2 separate regions of the Mus musculus genome follow, and region 2 is linked to region 1. Evidence: chromatin contacts called from public HiChIP or PLAC-seq data. All regions are on one chromosome and are shown on one strand. The core of a region is the stretch at or near the end of the contact, and the rest is flanking DNA. Distances in the headings are between cores, read along the strand shown. Region 1 has its middle 39 kb from the start of Mir98. Region 2 holds the start of Kdm5c (lysine (K)-specific demethylase 5C).

Region 1 (3,176 bases), core at 674-3,173:
GAATAGAATTGAAGACCCAGAAATGAACCCACACACCTATGGTCACTTGATCTTCGACAAGGGAGCTAAAACCATCCAGTGGAAGAAAGACATCATTTTCAACAATTGGTGCTGGCACAACTGGTTGTTATCATGTAGAAGAATGCGAATCGATCCATACTTATCTCCTTGTACTAAGGTCAAATCTAAATGGATCAAAGAACTTCACATAAAACCAGAGACACTGAAACTTATAGAGGAGAAAGTGGGGAAAAGCCTTGAAGATATGGGCACAGGGGAAAATTCCTGAACAGAACAGCAATGGCTTGTGCTGTAAGATCGAGAATTGACAAATGGGACCTAATGAAACTCCAAAGTTTCTGCAAGGCAAAAGACACCGTCAATAAGACAAAAAGACCACCAACAGATTGGGAAAGGATCTTTACCTATCCTAAATCAGATATGGGACTAATATCCAACATATATAAAGAACTCAAGAGGGTGGACTCCAGAAAATCAAATAACCCCATTAAAAGATGGGGCTCCGAGCTAAACAAAGAATTCTCACCTGAGGAATACCGAATGGCAGAGAAGCACCTGAAAAAATGTTCAACATCCTTAATCATCAGGGAAATGCAAATCAAAACAACCCTGAGATTCCACCTCACACCAGTCAGAATGGCCAAGATCAAAAATTCAGGTGACAGCAGATGCTGGCGAGGATGTGGAGAAAGAGGAACACTCCTCCATTGTTGGTGGGATTGCAGGCTTGTACAACCACTCAGGAAATCAGTCTGGCGGTTCCTCAGAAAATTGGACATAGTACTACCGGAGGATCCAGCAATACCTCTCCTGGGCATATATCCAGAAGATGCCCCAACTGGTAAGAAGGACACATGCTCCACTATGTTCATAGCAGCCTTATTTATAATAGCCAGAAGCTGGAAAGAACCCAGATGCCCCTCAACAGAGGAATGGATACAGAAAATGTGGTACATCTACACAATGGAGTACTACTCAGCTATTAAAAAGAATGAATTTATGAAATTCCTAGCCAAATGGATGGACCTGGAGGGCATCATCCTGAGTGAGGTAACACATTCACAATGGAACTCACACAATATGTACTCACTGATAAGTGGATATTAGCCCAAAACCTAGGATACGCAAGATATAAGATACAATTTCCTAAACACATGAAACTCAAGAAAAATGAAGACTGAAGTGTGGACACTATGCCCCTCCTTAGAAGTGGGAACAAAACACCCTTGGAAGGAGTTACAGAGACAAAGTTTGGAGCTGAGATGAAAGGATGGACCATGTAGAGACTGCCATATCCAGGGATCCACCCCATAATCAGCATCCAAACGCTGACACCATTGCATACACTAGCAAGATTTTATCGAAAAGACCCAGATGTAGCTGTCTCTTGTGAGACTATGCCGGGGCCTAGCAAACACAGAAGTGGATGCTCACAGTCAGCTAATGGATGGATCACAGGGCTCCCAATGGAGGAACTAGAGAAAGTACCCAAGGAGCTAAAGGGATCTGCAACCCTATAGGTGGATCAACATTATGAACTAACCAGTACCCCGGAGCTCTTGACTCTAGCTGCATATGTATCAAAAGATGGCCTAGTCGGCCATCACTGGAAAGAGAGGCCCATTGGACACGCAAACTTAATATGCCCCAGAACAGGGGAACGCCAGGGCCAAAAAGGGGGAGTGGGCGGGTAGGGGAGTGGGGGTGGGTGGGTATGGGGGACTTTTGGGATAGCATTGGAAATGTAAATGAGCTAAATACCTAATAAAAAATGGAAAAAAATATTTTTTTAAAAAAAGAGGTCTTGTCTGGCATTAGAGAGATAGCACAGCAATTAAGAGTTCTCTTCCAGAGGACCTGACTTCAATCACCAATGCCCACACAGTGACCTCACAAGACTAAGTCCAAAGCCCTTTTCTGGCTTCCACCCTTTTATGACTCTGTGGGCACTGCATGCAGAGCAGTGGGATTTCCCTAGGAGGGAGGGAGCATGTTCTGGTATGTGTGGTTGGGGGCATCATACATGAAGTACCAGAAGGTCTCATCATTTTAGAATTACTGGTGGGAGAAAAAGAACAGCAATGGTTTGAGAAAGCTGCAGTATTGTCAAAAACAAAGAACAAAAAACAAAGAGCATCTATGTTCCAATTAGGACAGCAAAGTGACCCCCCCCCAACTTTCAGAGATGTTGTGAATATAGATGGTTTATATGAATGAGTGAACATTGTGTTCTAGAAGCCAAAATCTCACAATGCAGATTAGAAGAAGAAATTTTGTTTCTTTGCGTGAGGAAGTAACAAGGAGTAGATTACTCTATTGTCTTGAACAAAAAAAAAAAAAAAAAAAAAAAAAAAAAAACCCAGATAGTATATGTGAAACAAAAGTTTCCAGATCTGAGGCCACAGGAAGTGTGATATTGTGCTCCTGGGGAGAATGAATCATGATGGTTTGGAGGGTTTCCAGAAGTGGTGCAGAGAGGGCATGGTGATTAATCCTGGATGTCAACCTCACTGCAGTGAGAGGCACCTTGAAAATTGGTAAAGTATACTTCTGGCTGTTTGCTGAGTCATTGGCATGTGGGTCAGTGAAACGGAGTCAGGAAAACCTGCCCTGAATGCGGGTGGTGCCATCCAAACAAAAGTGAGGGGGTAGGCACAGTGGCACACACCTTTAACCCTCCTAGCACTAGGGAGGTGGAAGCAGGAGGATCACTGTAAGCTTGAGGTCAGCTTGTTTATAGAGTGAGACCTGAGGTCAAATGGTACATATAATAAGACCCTGTCTCATAGCCGACAGACTCTTGCAGGGGGTGGGGTGATTGTCTTCAGTTGTGTACTTACTGATGAGCCCACCAGGCTCCACACCCATGGTCACACAGATGGCCGTGGTTATACACAAAACATTAAAAGAGAAAAAGAGAGACATGGATGTAGGAAAGGGAATTGTGGTGAGGAGGAGGGTTGACAAGGATAGGATGGAGAAGAGAGTGGAGGGTGAGAGTAATCAGAATGCATTGTATACATTTCAGATATTATCAAAGATTAAATGTAACTAATAACAACAACACACTTAGGAAAAGTGCAAGGGGAAGCATGCATAACTTGACCTTGCTTGAGTGGACACATCTTATCGTTGCTGCCACCACCTCCCATAGA
Region 2 (3,128 bases), core at 263-2,762, 280 kb before region 1:
TTTCCTCCAGTGTGTCAGCAAGGCAGCAGCCTGTCCTAGCCTTTGGAAAACTTCCCCTGGGCTAGTCAGGACTAGAAGCAACAATATGGTCCTTTTTGCTGAACATTTGGGAAGCAAAGGAAGATTTCCATATCTCCACTATTGTTCCTGGGGACCCAAGAAAACCTTATCTTATAGGATCATCTACATTCTGAGCCTGAGGTAGAATCCAGATCTTCTGAGAAGGCCATACCAAGCTAACTGGTCTAAACTTCTCCATAGGAAGGCTGTGGGGACCATGTGCAAGAAGGTTCTGACATTACCTTCAACTAGAAAACGCAGGAGCCAGAAAGAGCACTCCCTGTGAGAATGATTTCCTGACTGGCCACCAGGCTAGGATATTATCAGAGATGAATTGGCCTGACAGCGTGAGTAAACATGAGTCAACACACACAGAAGCAAACCAATGACCACATCAAGCACCTTCACAGTCACAGTAATTACCACTTACCAGAGTGCACTATGTTACCTGGTTTAATCTAATTATTCCCAGCACACAATTCACAGGCTCAGGGATTACTTTACATGCCCAAGGTCATACAGCTGCTAACCTTCTAAGTAGTTTTAAACTCACGTCTGACTCCCTTTTGAGACGTGATCTTTCCACTACACCACACAGCTTGCCTTAAAGGGAATAATGACAGTAGTCGTTACTTTGTAACTGCCTCGACCAGGGTGATACAAAGTAAAAGATGGGAGTCTCTGTGCCTCCCTGCGAACTCTCCCCAGCCCATTAAGCATCTGTGTATTGAATCAAGGGAAATTCTCAAGAGCAGAGTGGGAGTGGGTCTCAGACCCCAGGTCACTTGTATGCCACAAAACGAGGAGCCCTGACCCCAGCACCCTTTTTCCGCTTCGTGAGGCATCCACAAAATACCAGCCATCCCATATTCTTCCCACACCTGCTGCCCTCCGCCCGGGACTTCACCACTGGCTACCCGGATCCACCCACAAACTCGCCGCTGGCGACCATCAGCTCCCAGCCTTACCGCGGGTGGGCGGATCTTGCAAATGCCGGACTTCTCGGCGATGGGTCTGATTTTCGCGATGTAGCCAAGAGGGTCTCGGAACTCGGCCCAGCTAGGCTCGAACACCGGACACTCCGGCGGCGGTAGGAAATCGTCGGACCCCAGCTCCATGGTGGGCCCGAGGGCTGGGCCAGAGATCGGGAGGGCTCAGGTCGCCCTTAAGGACGCATGGCGCCGCCGCTGTCTGAAACCGAGGTACTTCTCGGAGTCTAGGCCCTAAGCAGGACGGCCACCGCCCGTCAAGGGCTTAGGGGGGCGGGTGCCGTGCTCTAAAAGTCTCAGGCTGAGGTTCCTTTTACAGGTTCTTAGTCCTGTTCCGTTTCTTCCACACCTTACCGCTGCCTCCCAACTACTGAAGCCTTCACTACTACAGTTAAGTCCCAGTCGCGGCAGGTTTCACCGCTGCCACCGCCATCTTGGTTTGTCAGCGTCTCCTCCCCCCCACCTCTGTACCTCACCACAACAAACCAGATCCCTCCGCAAGGTGTCTCTCCGAGTTCCGTTTACTTTGAGTCAGAAAAAAACCTAGGAAGCCTTCATCATGTGATGACCGAAAGAAATCGGGTTGTATATGTCCCTTATTTGGAGGTGGTTAGTTAAAAACATTTCTCAGGCTAAGAGAAAATAGTTCATTTCATTGGCGGAAGAACAAAATTGTAAATCGATGGCCGGATCCTTTTACCGGATGGACCGGCGATGCACGTTTAAAGGCCAGTGATGCGCATGCGCAGTCTCTAGACAAACCGGAAGAGGAGCTAGTGTCCATAAGTAGTGAGCCTAAACTAGTACGCGCCCATGCGCGCTCGCACACGCTCGCGCACGCGCACGCACACACCCTAGATCCCAAGCCGGTTGTCTCCTCCCCAATGTCCTTTGCTGCTTCTCTCAGGTCCTTTCAGTGAGAACCACGGAAGGCGGTGATTTCGAGGAACCTCCGCCCCCTTCCTCCCCCTCCCCCTCCCATTCCGCGTGTCTACTGCTGAGTGAATTGAAGATTTACCAGACTTACACCTCTGAGGTTTTTGTTTTTAAATGAAAGAAGGAAACTCCTCACTCCCTAGAGAATGTGGAGTTTTAGAAGCTTCAGTCCCACGTAGAGTAAAAATGCATTATTCTCCCCAGTATCATTGGCCATCAGCATTTTAAAGAATGCTTTCGACTGTTTGGTATACATTGTAACTATATAAACACTTTGTATAATATGTGTGTATCCATTTTTGTAGCAACTACTGCTACAAAAAAACCAAAAGGCCTGGATGTTTACATTTTTGTTTATTCCATGTATATGCAGTACATAGAGGCTAAAAAGGGGGGGATTTTGAGTTTGAGACCAGCCTGAGCTACATAGCAAGATCCTGCCTCACAAAGTAGTAGTAGTAGTAGTACTAGTAGTAATATTATTATTACTAATGGCCGGGCAGTAGGTGGCACATGCCATTAATCCCAGCACTTGGGAGGCAGAGGCAGGTTGTACAGTGAGTTCTTGTCTCCAAAAAAAAAAAAAAAAAGGGCAGGCATGGTGGCATACATCTTTAATTCCAGTACTCAGGAGGCAGAGGTAGATGAATCTCTGAGTTCAATGTCATCCTGGTCTACAGAACTACTTCCAGGATAGCCAGGATAGGGCTACTCCCCATCTCAAAAACTCAATAGTAATAATAGTAATAATAATGTAAAGTAATGGAACTGGACAGGAGAAAAGGCATTAAAATTAAGGTTAGTAAGTTTGCTGTTCCTCACCTGAAGACATTTTGCTTTTCTACCTGAGGAACATCTCTGTAAAGAGTAAAGAACACCAGGCTTTTGGTCTCAGCACCACCCATTCTTCCTCCAGTCTCCTCTAATGTCCTTAGCCCAGACATACCACAGGGCAAAAGGAAACCGAGCAGTCTTTTAAGCCAGTGATATAAAATGCATTGATTTGTATTTGTGAAAGTCATACTATGCAACAGGAACTTTTGTGAGCATGTGAAAATACAAAAGCATGCCTTCCTGGAACAGATTATTTACTCACTGGGCCCTGCCAAGTACCTCACGTCCCTGACCCTTGGTTTTCTTGTT

What was found. HiChIP or PLAC-seq counts read pairs in DNA pulled down with a chosen protein or histone mark.
Region 2: a contact with region 1 is called in a FOXA1 HiChIP or PLAC-seq map of pancreatic cancer cells. The contact joins the promoter of Kdm5c here to the enhancer-like site in region 1. A contact is called at or near these places in 7 of 39 promoter capture datasets (the 3T3-L1 cell line, the HPC-7 cell line, hippocampal neurons and 2 more), 1 of 115 datasets of contacts at active chromatin or transcription factors (pancreatic cancer cells) and 1 of 9 other capture datasets (adipose tissue).

What each region holds. Positions count from the first base shown.
Region 1 is chrX:151,950,693-151,953,868 of GRCm38.p6, reverse strand. No RefSeq gene overlaps it. Among named protein-coding and RNA genes, the nearest start is that of Mir98, 39 kb to the right of the region's middle. Within about 2 kb of position 1,923, at least 49 of the 459 cell types and tissues checked have an H3K27ac peak or open chromatin away from gene starts, as enhancers often do. A contact at or near this core is called in the HPC-7 cell line and pancreatic cancer cells, where this site is marked.
Region 2 is chrX:152,231,611-152,234,738 of GRCm38.p6, reverse strand. Kdm5c (lysine (K)-specific demethylase 5C) reads right to left here and starts at 1,512. Exons shown (of 26, transcript NM_013668.4): 1 at 1,029-1,512. The coding sequence starts at 1,178.